Linked DNA regions of Mus musculus: region 1 is linked to region 2. The links are chromatin contacts, called in public promoter capture Hi-C maps. All regions are on one chromosome and are shown on one strand. The core of a region is the stretch at or near the end of the contact, and the rest is flanking DNA. Distances in the headings are between cores, read along the strand shown. Region 1 has its middle 27 kb from the start of Crhbp. Region 2 holds the start of F2rl2 (coagulation factor II (thrombin) receptor-like 2).

The links. Promoter capture Hi-C pulls out the DNA fragments that hold promoters and counts their contacts.
Region 1: a contact with region 2 is called in a promoter capture Hi-C map of pre-B cells, with 2.6 times the contacts expected there. The contact joins the enhancer-like site here to the promoter of F2rl2 in region 2. A contact is called at or near these places in 6 of 39 promoter capture datasets (the 3T3-L1 cell line, embryonic stem cells, liver and 2 more) and 1 of 9 other capture datasets (macrophages).

The regions. Positions count from the first base shown.
Region 1 is chr13:95,414,825-95,420,889 of GRCm38.p6, reverse strand. No RefSeq gene overlaps it. Among named protein-coding and RNA genes, the nearest start is that of Crhbp, 27 kb to the left of the region's middle. Within about 2 kb of position 1,584, at least 49 of the 459 cell types and tissues checked have an H3K27ac peak or open chromatin away from gene starts, as enhancers often do. A contact at or near this core is called in pre-B cells, where this site is marked.
Region 2 is chr13:95,694,678-95,700,646 of GRCm38.p6, reverse strand. F2rl2 (coagulation factor II (thrombin) receptor-like 2) reads right to left here and starts at 3,727. Exons shown (of 2, transcript NM_010170.4): 1 at 3,520-3,727; 2 at 1-134. The coding sequence starts at 3,583. All of the region lies in intron 13 of Iqgap2 (IQ motif containing GTPase activating protein 2), which reads left to right.

The DNA.
Region 1 (6,065 bases), core at 335-2,834, 280 kb after region 2:
TGGGGGGTTGGTCAGTTCATGAAGTACAAGGACTTGCCCAAGGTCATCCAGGTTCTCCTCCATAAAGGAATCACATTTGTTTGTGGAGATTAACTCCTGAAAATATAGTTCATCTCCAGACATTACACTGAGAGAGAGACCTTAGAACACTTAGTCCTAAATGGGGTGTCTCCATCACCCCCCGGGGCTTAGGGAACCCCATGGAAGACGAGGCAAAAAGAGTGTGTAAAACAGAGGAGATGGAGGACCCCAAAGGAACAAGGTCTTCCACATGCACATGAGCAAGTCTCATGAGCAGCATGTCCTTGGTTTGCACCAGGCTGCACCAGGTCCTCGGTGCTTATGTTACAGCTTCCAGTTTAGTATTTCTGGGGACTCCTGAGTGTGTAAAAGAGAGGATCTCTGATGCTTCATCCTCCTCTTGGGCTCTTTTCCTGCTGTTGGCTTGTCTTGTCCAACTCTGATGTGACAGTTTTTGTTTCATCTTATTAGATCTTATTTTGTTACAGTTTTAAACATGAGTGAGAGAAAACCCAGCCACCAGGATAAGAACTGTCATTTTTACACTTTTCTCCAGTGGAGAGACCTTGAGTACACTAAGCACTCCAAGACAGGCATCATGTTCAGGAATAGTTGAGCTAACATGTAACAGACTCCACAGTGTGTGTGTGTGTGTGTGTGTGTGTGTGTGTGTGTGTGTGTGTGTTGTGTGTGTGTATTGTGTGTGTGTATGTGTGTATGTGTTCGTGTATGTGTGTGTATGTGTGTGTGAGTGTGTGTGTATGTGTATGTGTGTGTATGTCTGTGTGTGTATATGTATGTGTATATGTGTATGTGTGTGTGAGTGTGTGTGTGTATGTGTGTGTGTGTGTGTGTGTGTGTGAGTGTGTGTGTGTGTGCTTTTATTTGGTTACAGTTCAGTGTTTCGGTTGGGTTTTTCATTTTGGGTGGTGTTTCATTTTCTTTTCTTTTTTTTTTTCTTTTTGCGGCGGGGAGGGGCACAGTTTCTTGTATGTGAGAGTTTCTAGGTATTTCATGAGTGGCATCCTCTGAAGCTCTGGAAGATGGCACTGGGTGGGCTGCATGGCCAGGCCTTCTCTGGATAAACAGTGGCCATCCTACACTTCCTGTTGAAATCTTAACCACCATAGTGAGTGGGGGAAAATGTGGTGTTTCTGATGCGGAAACCCTTGTAGGCAATCATTGGCCAAAGGCTCCAAGGGAAGTCTATATTTGGCAGTACTTCTTGAGTTTCAGTATGACTGCAGGTCCCCTGGGCATCCTGCTGACAGTCAGGTTTAATGTTGGGTGGGCTATGAGAGTTTGAATTTCCCACAAGCTCTAGAAATGCTCACCAAGATGGCAAGAAACCCCAGAGCATACAGACCTGTGTAAGGAGGAAGCTGCTTTCCGATGCAGCCTGTGGCCCACAGATTGTTTTTGCTCTCCTTGGAGTGTTCTGCAAGATAAACACCACCGCATGCTATTTCCCCCACATCACTTGGGAGCAGCCTCAGAAGGAGCAAGCTGTAACCTGTGAACGGGAGACACATTAATAAAACAAAGCTCCAGAGAGAAGTCCGAGGCCAGCCTGTTGCCATGACGCCGGATTAATGACACTGCGCTGGCAGAGTGATTCTCCCTGGAGTAGTTATCAGCTGACACTATCTTAATTACACATTGAAACAAGCTCCTGCTCCCAGCAAACAATTATTTCCTGATCGATACCCCTGTCTTGTTAGGAATACTCTCTGGCCATTTATAATAAAACCTTTGATTGCCTGTCCTGAAAAAGAGACTCATGCCCACAGCCATCTCTGCTTATTGGCATCTCAACCCGGCTTCTCACAAAGCGTCCGTTTAGCTGTTCAGAGTGGCACAAAGCCCATTATTTGGTACATTTGGGGACCTTTGGTTGTCAATGGGGATGTACAATTTACCTTCTAGCAATGTTTTATGCCCATGTTAGACCCCTACTTGACAGTAAGGGGGAGGTTGTCCCAAGGGCTCTTTGAGTATTTTGACTTTGGATTTCTGTCATTAGAGATCCTCTAAGAGGGCAATGCCACCCTCACTTCCCCTTTTGGTCCTCTTCCCCGTCCTCCATGGCACTAGCACATCAGCTTGGAAATGTCACTGAGACACAGACTATGACTGTGCAGGAAGAATCCTTGCAGATGTGGTGCCGGGCTAGGTTACAAATCCAATTTCTGATGTCCTGACAAGAGGAAAAGAAGGCTGTGGGAATCTCTGTGTGTGTGTGTGTGTGTGTGTGTGTGTGTGTGTGTGTGTGTGTGTGTGTGTGTGTGTGTGTTGATGAGCAGGGGAAGTCTTGTGTGCCCCAGATCACTGCAAATGAATGCAGCAGCTCCAGCCCATGATGGACCCCAGTTTCTCTCCCAACTTCCGGCTTCTCCCCTGCCCGCTAGCTTCTCCGGAACCATCGTGCTCCGGAGAGCTCTTCGGTTCTTCATGGAACACAAGGACTTCCCTTTAACCTGCCCCAGCGAGGGCTCGAGCCCAGTGCTGGCTCCTTCTGCTCACAAGTTTCTTCTCGAGAAAATCCCTGCTTGCATTTCCCACACATGTGACTTGGTTCTGTTGCTTTTATGCAAAAAAAGGTTGTTTTCAGGAGCCTAGAACAACACGCAGAAATGGAGAGACACAAGGAGGAAGGTGTGTGAAGACCAGGCAGAGATCGGATCAGCAGGACGCAGGATGTAGGAGTCAGCTGAGAAGTGGCAAAGGAAAGTCCAGGGCTCTCCCTGAAGCACTCAAAGGGAGCACTGACGTTGATTTTGGGCTCTGGCTTCCAGAACCATGCAGAAAGCACTTCCATGCTACCCAGCCACCCACCTGGCAGTGTCTTGTTAGGACAGCTCAAGGAAACAAATGTAAGGAAAGAGTTAAAGGAGCTGAGCAGGTGAGAAGTTCTACTCCCCCTAGCTTCACCTCTAAAGAAAAAAGACCTTACAAATAAAGCCCTCAGAGAGCAACCCCAATTTCCTCCTTAAGACTCAAGCCAGAGCTTTAAATGCCACAGTTTTAATCCCTCCTCAGCTCTCTTTGTTTTCAGCATCAGAGTTAAGCCTGCATTTCTCTAGTTGACACTCAGAATAATCTTTAATCACATCATCAGTTTCTCAGTTCGCCAGAGGATGTCCGCAGGGCTGTAAGAGCAGTGATGAGCGGCCAGGACGGTGCTAGGGCATTGGAAGTGAGCTGGGTAAGAGGGGCTTGTTAGAAATTGATAAGGACATGGTTACCCTCTGTAAACAAGTCCTTCCTCAGCTATGTTCATTCATAGAAATTGTGTTCACAAAGGAATCATTTTTCTTGTTTAAACCCGCTTCTTAGTCATGCTTCCCTCCCTCACAACTTGCTGTAAGAACCATCTTACATTTCAGATTTCACCAAATATTTAATTGAATAACTGAAATTACCCGGACCTCATGACTACCTTCTCTAGTTGAACACCACCCAACTCCTAAATAATAGTTGCAAACAGGAACTGAATAAATCTGTATTCTTAAAACTATCCTTCAGTAGATGAAGATTGGGGTGATCATTAACATATAACCTGAACTACTGGAAAGTCTGCTCTAAGAACCCCTCCTACACATGCCTTAGTGTGACCTGCCCCGTTACAGCACCTCCTCAAGAGAACCCCATCTCTGCTCCCCTTAAAGTGGACACTGAGTGGATGACGTTGCTCAGTAAAAATATTACAAATGGCACCCAGGAGTCTTTCTCCCTGGAGCCTTACCCCTTCCTCTGCCGATCAAAGTCTGACAGTAAGTTTGGATGGATTTAGTAGGTCTGACACCATAGTCATGGCTGGAACTTATTCTAAGCATAAATGACAATGTAAGCAGAGCTTTGACTGGAGAGACCTGGAGAGGAAGGACAATGACTTCCATCCATCAGAAACTTGCTAGAAAGCAGGCTGTACTGAGGACCGAAGCCCACTGGGAGCCCTTCTCATGTGGAGATGAGGAAACTGGGACTCAGGCTACAGCCAGACTGTGCTGGGACTTGCAGTTGGGTGTCCTAATGCCAGCCTGTTCTCCCTATGTCACTCTGCCCCTCCGTAGGCTTGTTAGACTTTTCTTTTTCTTATGTAACAAATCAGCCATTTCTAAACTTGCCCACTTCTGATTGGAGTTAATTTGTTCTCCCCATCTTTATAAATAAACTTATTCATAAGGGCCAGGCATGGTGGTTCTACACAGCTTGGTCTACGCAGTGAATTCCAGGCCAGCCAGGGTTGCATAGTAAGACCCTGACTCAAACAGTAACAACAACAAAACCAACCAACCAAAACCAGACAAACAAAAAACCCCAAACCACCACCACCAAAAATCCAACCTACTCAAAACCTTTCTTTAAACTCTCCACTCTGATATGAACACAGGGACCTAAGGGTTTAGCTAGAACTTGTCTAGCCTGGGTCTGAGTCTCAGCACTGCTTAACATTTTTTAGAAATTAGAAAAGTAAAACAAGGGAAGATTTTAATTATTATGGGATTCAATTTCAACAAAACAGACACACAATCTTTAAATTCTTCCTCTGATTACTGTCAAACTAAGATTTCTGAGATGAATTCCAGGGACAATTAATGCTCTCAAATGGCATATTTTGTCATCTGGGACTCGGGAGAGCAAAGGAGGAAGGCTAAGGTCAGCCAGGTAGTGGCCAGCCTGGCTTCTGGCTGTGGGTGCTCAGGCAGAGAGTCCCCTTTCTGAAACCTCAATGTCTCTGTCTTCAGAACAGGGACACTGAACCACAAGATGTCTGTGCTTCCGTCTGTGCCGTTCTGCCCATCCCTCTGAAGTGTGGAGATAAACATCCGACTCATCGGAGATTCTGGAAGGTTCTTGAATTGAGCATGAAGGACAAACATGCCAATCAATTATGTAGTGACCCAGCAAAAATTGACTGAGAAAATTTGAAGGAAAGACTTTCACAATACCCAAGTAGATGAATAGCACAGCAGGTCATTTGTTGGCTCTCCCTGGGTGTAACAAGTGAAATAGGTGTTAAGTGGTTTGGCTCCGAGGGTGGCAGGTTAGAGATGGTAGGATTTTGAGAATTGGAGCTTATGAAGGTGCCACTGGGATGCTGTCTTGGGAAGAAATTAAGGGAGTTCTTGGGGAACCTCAGTGGTTCCCACAAGAAGGATTTTAATAGCTAAAACAAAAAGCACGGAGCCTGTCCCTCCTTAGCCTCTGTCTTAGGGTTTTACTGCTGTGAACAGACACCATGACCAAGACAACTCTTATAAGCACAAGGTTTAATTGGGGCTGATTTACAGCTTCAGAGGGTCAGTCCATTATCATCAAGGTGGGAGCATGGCAACATCCAGGCAGACCTGGTATAGGAAGAGCTAAGAGTTCTACATCTTGTTCTGAAGGCAAATGGGAGAAGACTGGCTTCCAGGCAGTTAGGACAAGGGTATGAAAGCCCACACCCACAGTGACACACCTACTCCAACAAGGTCACACCTACCCCAAGGTCACCCCTCCTAATAGTGCCACTCCCCGGGGCCAAGCATACTCAAACCATCACAGCCTCTTTAGCGTCATGACTAGTACTGTGATCTCCTCTTGTCTGTGCCTCCTCCGTTGTGGTGATGTTTGCCAAGAGGTAAGCTTTGACCTTCTAGAGCTGATTGCTAAACAAATGTATTCCCTCCTCAGGTATTTCATTATAGCAACAGACTAGTAGAAGGACACACCCCACAGATATCCCTTTGTCAATGACCTTGGGGTATCCTAGTTCTTTTTCATTTTTTTTTTGATTGTGACTTTCACATCATGTACCTGAATCCTGCTCATCTCCCTGTCTCTTCACATCTGCCCTCCACCATTGAAACACCCCCAAAAGAAAAGAAAAAAACCACCTTGCTGTGGAATGTGTAGTGTGTCACAGGTGTCCCCAGGACACCTGTCTGTCCATACATTTTGCAAATATTCATGGCAATGTGTCTTTGGTCTGGTTCGAGGCCTCTGGCTTTTGCTACACTATCAATTCTGTCCTTGGGACTCCTTCCAGATGTTCTGTT
Region 2 (5,969 bases), core at 2,478-4,977:
TTTTATAGTTGTGGTGGCTCCTGTCCAGCCCTCTATGTCAGAAAGTGGGAATTCTTCAAAGGTATTTTGGGGACCCCCATTAAAACTCTTAATAGTTAAGGTTGGCTTTGCTGAGTTGTCTGAAACATTTATGCCTGTAATTGAAAGGAAATATTAGCATATGGTTTGTTATCAAGTCCCACCTGTGGTTTAGATAAAAAAATAAAATGAAATGTTTGACGCTATGTGATTTCTATAGTTATAGAACTTGGGGTCATATTTTAAAAATCAGTATAGATGATGCAACCCACAGGCATGTATGTATAGTATGTATATGTAATATGTATATATAGTATGTGTCATATGCTCCAGTACTGTGCTTCTCTGTGGGGACGACTAGATGACAGGTCTCTGAGTGTCAGGCGTTTATAATAGTGCTAGGTCAGTGGCCCTTTGGCAAGCCTCTATCTCTTAAAATTATTTACATTATGATTCATAACAGTAGCAAAATTACAGTTAGGTAGCAACGAAAGTAATGCTATGGTTGGGGGTGGGGGGGGTCATCACAGCATGAGGAATTGAATTAAAGGGTCGCAGAATCAGGAAAGTTGAGAACCACTTTGCTAGGTGAAACAAAACCACACACTGGAACATAAAGGAAAATGTTTTATTGTCTATCAGCTACGTATGGGAAAGGCCAGTCAGTAGATTCTGAAAATGTTGGTTGCATACCTCCATGGCAGTGCTGTGAACGTGCTAACCTCCACTGCTATCTACCAGTAACTCTTAGACCAGGGCAGAAGGTGCGTGGGCATGCACTGTCTTCTGCTAATTTGGTATATCTAAGAGATGAATTTTAGAAAGTAGGTCACCCAATTAACTCCCAAAGGGCCTCTAAACTGTCCTCGGAAGCCACCATCTTTTCATACATTCTGGCACATACATGCCACCCGTCTCCTCGCCACCACATGTTGGTAATTAAACTGCTTTACCACTGAGCCACACTGCCCCCTCCCCCTTGTGCACAGAATTTGCAAAGGGATGGCTACCAGGGTAGATAGAATAACATTTCACTCGACCCAAGGTTCCATGTGCCGGCTCCTAGAACCCATGATGTGTTATCCCATGGGGAAAGGGGTTATTTAGTTAGGAATCAGGAGATGGGAGCAGAATCCTAGATTGGCCATGTGGTCAAAATGGAATGACTGGATGTGGCATTCCCAAAAGCCAAGAGCAATTGTGAAGTGTGACTTTCTTAGTCTTCACAGTGGCTGTAGTTTAACTTGGGGAGTAGAGAGAGGGCCGATAGAGAAATATGGGAAGAAGCCAAACAAGATGGGCTTAAGGGAAATGCCAGGTTTAAGACAACGAGAAAAGAAACAAAAGATGAACTCACTGTGATAACCTGAGGCATTAAAATGATTTTGTTTTGTTGGTTTTTTAAGATAGGGTTTCTCTGTGTAATTTCCCTAGCTGTACTAGAGCTCATCCTATAGAACAGGATGGCCTTGAACTCATAGAGATCCGCCTGCTTCTGCCTCCCTAGTGCTAGGATTGAAGGCATGCACCACCACCACCACCCAGCAAAATGAATTTTTTAAATGAAAGAAACATATCAGCTATGTGTTTTAGATGCTTGGCACAGCTCAGCCAGTTCCCGTTAATCAATTCTTCAAATGCCAATAGAAGCCTTTTACATTCCCATTCGAAAAGCTAGTGCCCTCCCACTGAGGTCTGGACACAAAACTCCTGCATCCCCCATTTTAACTCTTCCAGGGTGATGTTCAGTAGACTGACCCATGTTCTCTTTCTGATTTTTATCTCTGGCCCTTGCTCTCCCAGACTTGGGAGTTTGCATAGGCTGAATTCAATGTAGCGGGCAGAATCGGTGTTGTCCGAACAACTGGTAAGTGAAGGTGACGCTGTGTCCTCCAGGGAAAGACTACTTTGGAAGGTAGCATTCCATGTGCCTGAGTTTAGATGCGAGCATTATTGGAATGTCCTGTTACGTCTGAGCTCAGCCACTTAAATCCTTCTGCACGTGCACATTTGGGTAAAGCCAAGTCTGATATCACTCAAAACAACACCTGTAAAGGAAGCTGGCAGAACCATGTATACAAATTTCTTCCCTCCAAGGTCTGATGAGAAAGCTGATGAAACCAAGCACTAGTCAGCTTTCAGGAGAGTCCTGTGCTTGGGCAAGATACGTGTCTACAAACACACAGAAAGGAGACTGCTCCCCGAATATTTCAGATCGGGCACCCCCTAGATCTTCTATTCGTTAGAAACTGTCTTTCCTTCAGAATCGTGCTCCTTGTTCAATGTTATTTATAAAACGACACGCAACTGACTAGGATTTTTTTTTTTGGTTTCCATTTGGTGCAGTGTTTCTGAAATGCTCCCCGCCTGGGAGAAGGCTTCAGAGAGTCTAATCCAAAGAGAATGGCCCTCAGCCACACACACCCCACCTCACATCTCTCCAAGGCAGACTTCGAACCCACTGTCCCACCTCTCCTTAAGTCTCACTTCTCAGTCTCCCAAGCAGGCTAGCATCAGGAAGGAACTCCCTCTCATAACTCATTTCCTTGCAACCATGGCTCAGCTTTGTGGCTTCTCCTCTCAGAGAAACCATAAACCTAGCCAACCCGTGCTTGTACCGCCCCTGCCATGGGTCCCCTTAAGCAGGGAACTCAATTTAAGGATCGTTCCTTTTGCAGACGGCTGCCTTTTGTTTAAGTTGGTTTCTTCCCAGTTCCTCCTCCTAATTGATTGCCCTGTGGCCTGACAGAGTCCTGCATACAATCCTGTCTCAAAGTAGTTCATTTCAGAACAATGAGGAAGTTATATAAGCTACCACAATAGAAGACATGTTCAAAGTGAAATAATTATATTTGGGAAAGCTTATTTCTAAAATTATACATAACCAAATTATGCCTAAACATCGTATACAGACATATCCGTATAGACATATATACACACAGACATATATACATATATATGTGAGGGACAGAGAGAACTCCTTGGTTCTGAAACATTAAGAAAAGACGGTATTTCACCTTGGAAACACGTCACATCCCTGATTAATGTCACTGGCTGCTGAAACCAAATTACTTTTCCTGGCAGTATTTTTTTTCCCACCGGTGCCTCAACAGAAATTATAATATTTAGAAATTTGAAAAGATTTTTTTAATGCCTTGAAAAAGTGCAATCTTTTCTACATCTGAACATTGTACACATACAAACACTTCTCACGCCAAAAAAAAAGTGGTTTTTGACTTAATCATAAAGTCTTGACTCTGTCACAAATGTAGAGACACTACTAGTAGAGAAGAACGCTTGGTCTTTGACAAGGTTTGACTTGGGAACAAGCTTGAATATTTCCACGCTATATTACCCCAGGCTAAAACCAGATCAAATTGTGTCTTTGGGTTCACAGTTTCTAGGAGTTAACAAGAAAATTAGGGCATTTGACTCTGACAGCAGAAACCATCCACTCACCACTCTCTCACCCCCATGCTAGACCACAAGAAGGGGACTTACCACTTTGGCAAACAGTGACTGGCAGAAACAGCAGCCCAGCTGCAACCAAGATAAGGATTTTCATCTTGATGTCCTGAGACCCGGTTACAGGATGTTGTTAAGTATACAAAGTCACAGCGTAGATTCCCCTCAGCTCCATGTATGAGCAGCAAGTGGAAAGCTGAGAACTCTGCCAGCCTGGACTGTGTGGGCAGGGACTCGTCCTTGCCTCTACAGAGAAAGGATGTGGCCACTTGATGTTTCTGTCTGTGTGCATGACTCAGGCTGAGCCTCTCTGGAGGAGTTGCCATATCCCTTTTATCTCTTCCTCACCCCCTCCATTATTTCATTTAGAACCAGTGCTGTAGTTCTCCCAGGGGCTTGGAATAATGGCAGAGACTGCAGAGTCCCTTGCAAAACAAAGCTGAGAACAGGTGCTGGGAAGCAATTAGCTTTGAATCAATTCCACTGCCCCGGTTCTATTCCCTATGCCAAAACCCTAGCTCCAGAGTTACGCCTTCTATTTAACACAAGAACAGTCAGACATTACACTCCTGTGTAACAGTCAGACATTCACTCCGCCATGGTCAGAACGGCCTCTTCTTACCGTAAATGGGAACAAACACAGAGTTCCATGGTGTGTAGAGCGTGAGAGGCTTTGGAGCGCACAGGCCTACATGCAATGTCTTCATCAAGCCCCTCCCCTCAAGGCTCAGGGATCTATGCGGAAGAGAAGGCAAAAAGATTGTTAAGAGCCAAAAGGGATCGATAGCTCCATGGAAACAGTGTCTTCCGGATAAATCAGGACTGGTGCACATATGAACTCACAGAGAAGGCAGCATGCACAAGGCCTGCACAGGTTCAAGCCAAGGAGGGTCCCAGAGCTGAGAGGGGAAGGGGACTGGGGCTCCCACCACTAACCCAGAAAGTTCTGCAGTTGATACCCACTGGCAAAGGAAAGAGTGGTTTCCTCCAATGGAATCTCCTGGATGCCCTAGGCACATGTCAAGGTAGGCCCTACACCCAGGAGTGGTTGGCTAACACAAAGAAAATTCAGTGGGATTTTTGCAGACTTTTCATCTCCTACTGCTTTGTTTGTTTGTTTGTTTGTTTGTTTGTTTGTTTTTTCTTTTTTTTCTGCCTTAATGGTCTTTTTGTTTGTATATTTGGGTTTCCATTTTGTTATGCTTTTGTGGGCTTTGGTGTATGCATTTCTTGTTTCTGTTTTTATTATTTGTTTAAATATAGACAGAAAGGGTATGGCGTTAGGGAGGTAGGAAGGATCTGGAAGTTGAGGAGAGGGAAAAGCGATCAAAATATAACATGAAATTTCTTTTTCAAAAATCAAAATGAAATTGTGCTTTATTTCAAATTTTAGTTCCTAAACTGATCACATAGTTATAAACTGAATTAATCATGAGAAGCGAATACACCCTCCCTCCTCCATCTTTTATTTTGTTATTTTGTTCTTTGAGACAGAGTTTCATATAGTCTGGCTTGCCTTGAACTCAGGATGCAGTTGAGCTCCTGGGCCACCTCCTGCTGCCTCTGGGCTGCTGGGATCTGTGGAGCTGGACACTAAACCCAGGGCTTCTAGGACTCTATCAACAGAGTTACATCCTCAGGCCTGGCAAATATTTAAGAAGTTCAAATTGTATCAGAGGGATTAGATTGTTTCTAAATTTCACCTGAGGGTGATAGTACTTATTTATGACCCCAGCGCTTGACAGACGGGCCGTAGCAAGAGGACTGTAATGAGTTGAAAGCGGGCCTTGGCCATGTTGTGAGTTCTAGCCCAGCCTCAGGAACACAGTGAAAGTTTGTCTCAGAGGGAGAAAGAAGACAATTCTCTACCTGCCTTCCAATGCCCTGACAGCCCTTAGTGCCTGTCAGGAACTTAGTTTTATTGTGTCTGGGAAGAAGGTTCATTTGCCATTGATCAATGTGTCCTATGATAACTCTATAGGATAAGATAACAGGATAGATGCAAACCCCCCCCCAAAAAAAACTATTTGAACTGAACTAAATTAAAATCATAATAAAATATCGAAGAACAAGACCTTGCTTTATTCCATGAACTTTTTGTTTTGTTTTGTTTTGTTTTGTGACCTGGTTTCTTGGAACTCTATCTATAGACCAGGCTGGCCTTGAACTGAGATCCACCTGCCTCTGCCTCCTGAGTGCTAGGATTAAAGGTGTGCACCACCATAGCCAGCCTGTTATTCCATGAATCTTGATGAATGAACAGATTTATAATAAGCATTTTAAGATGATAGATAGATAGATAGATAGATAGATAGATAGATAGATAGATAGATAGATAGATAGATGGATGGATAGGCAGATAGATAGATAGATAGATAGATAGATAGATAGATAGATAGATAGATAGATAGATAGATAGATAGATAGATAGGCAGATAGGCAGATAGGCAGATAGGCAGATAGGCAGATAGATAGATAGATAGATA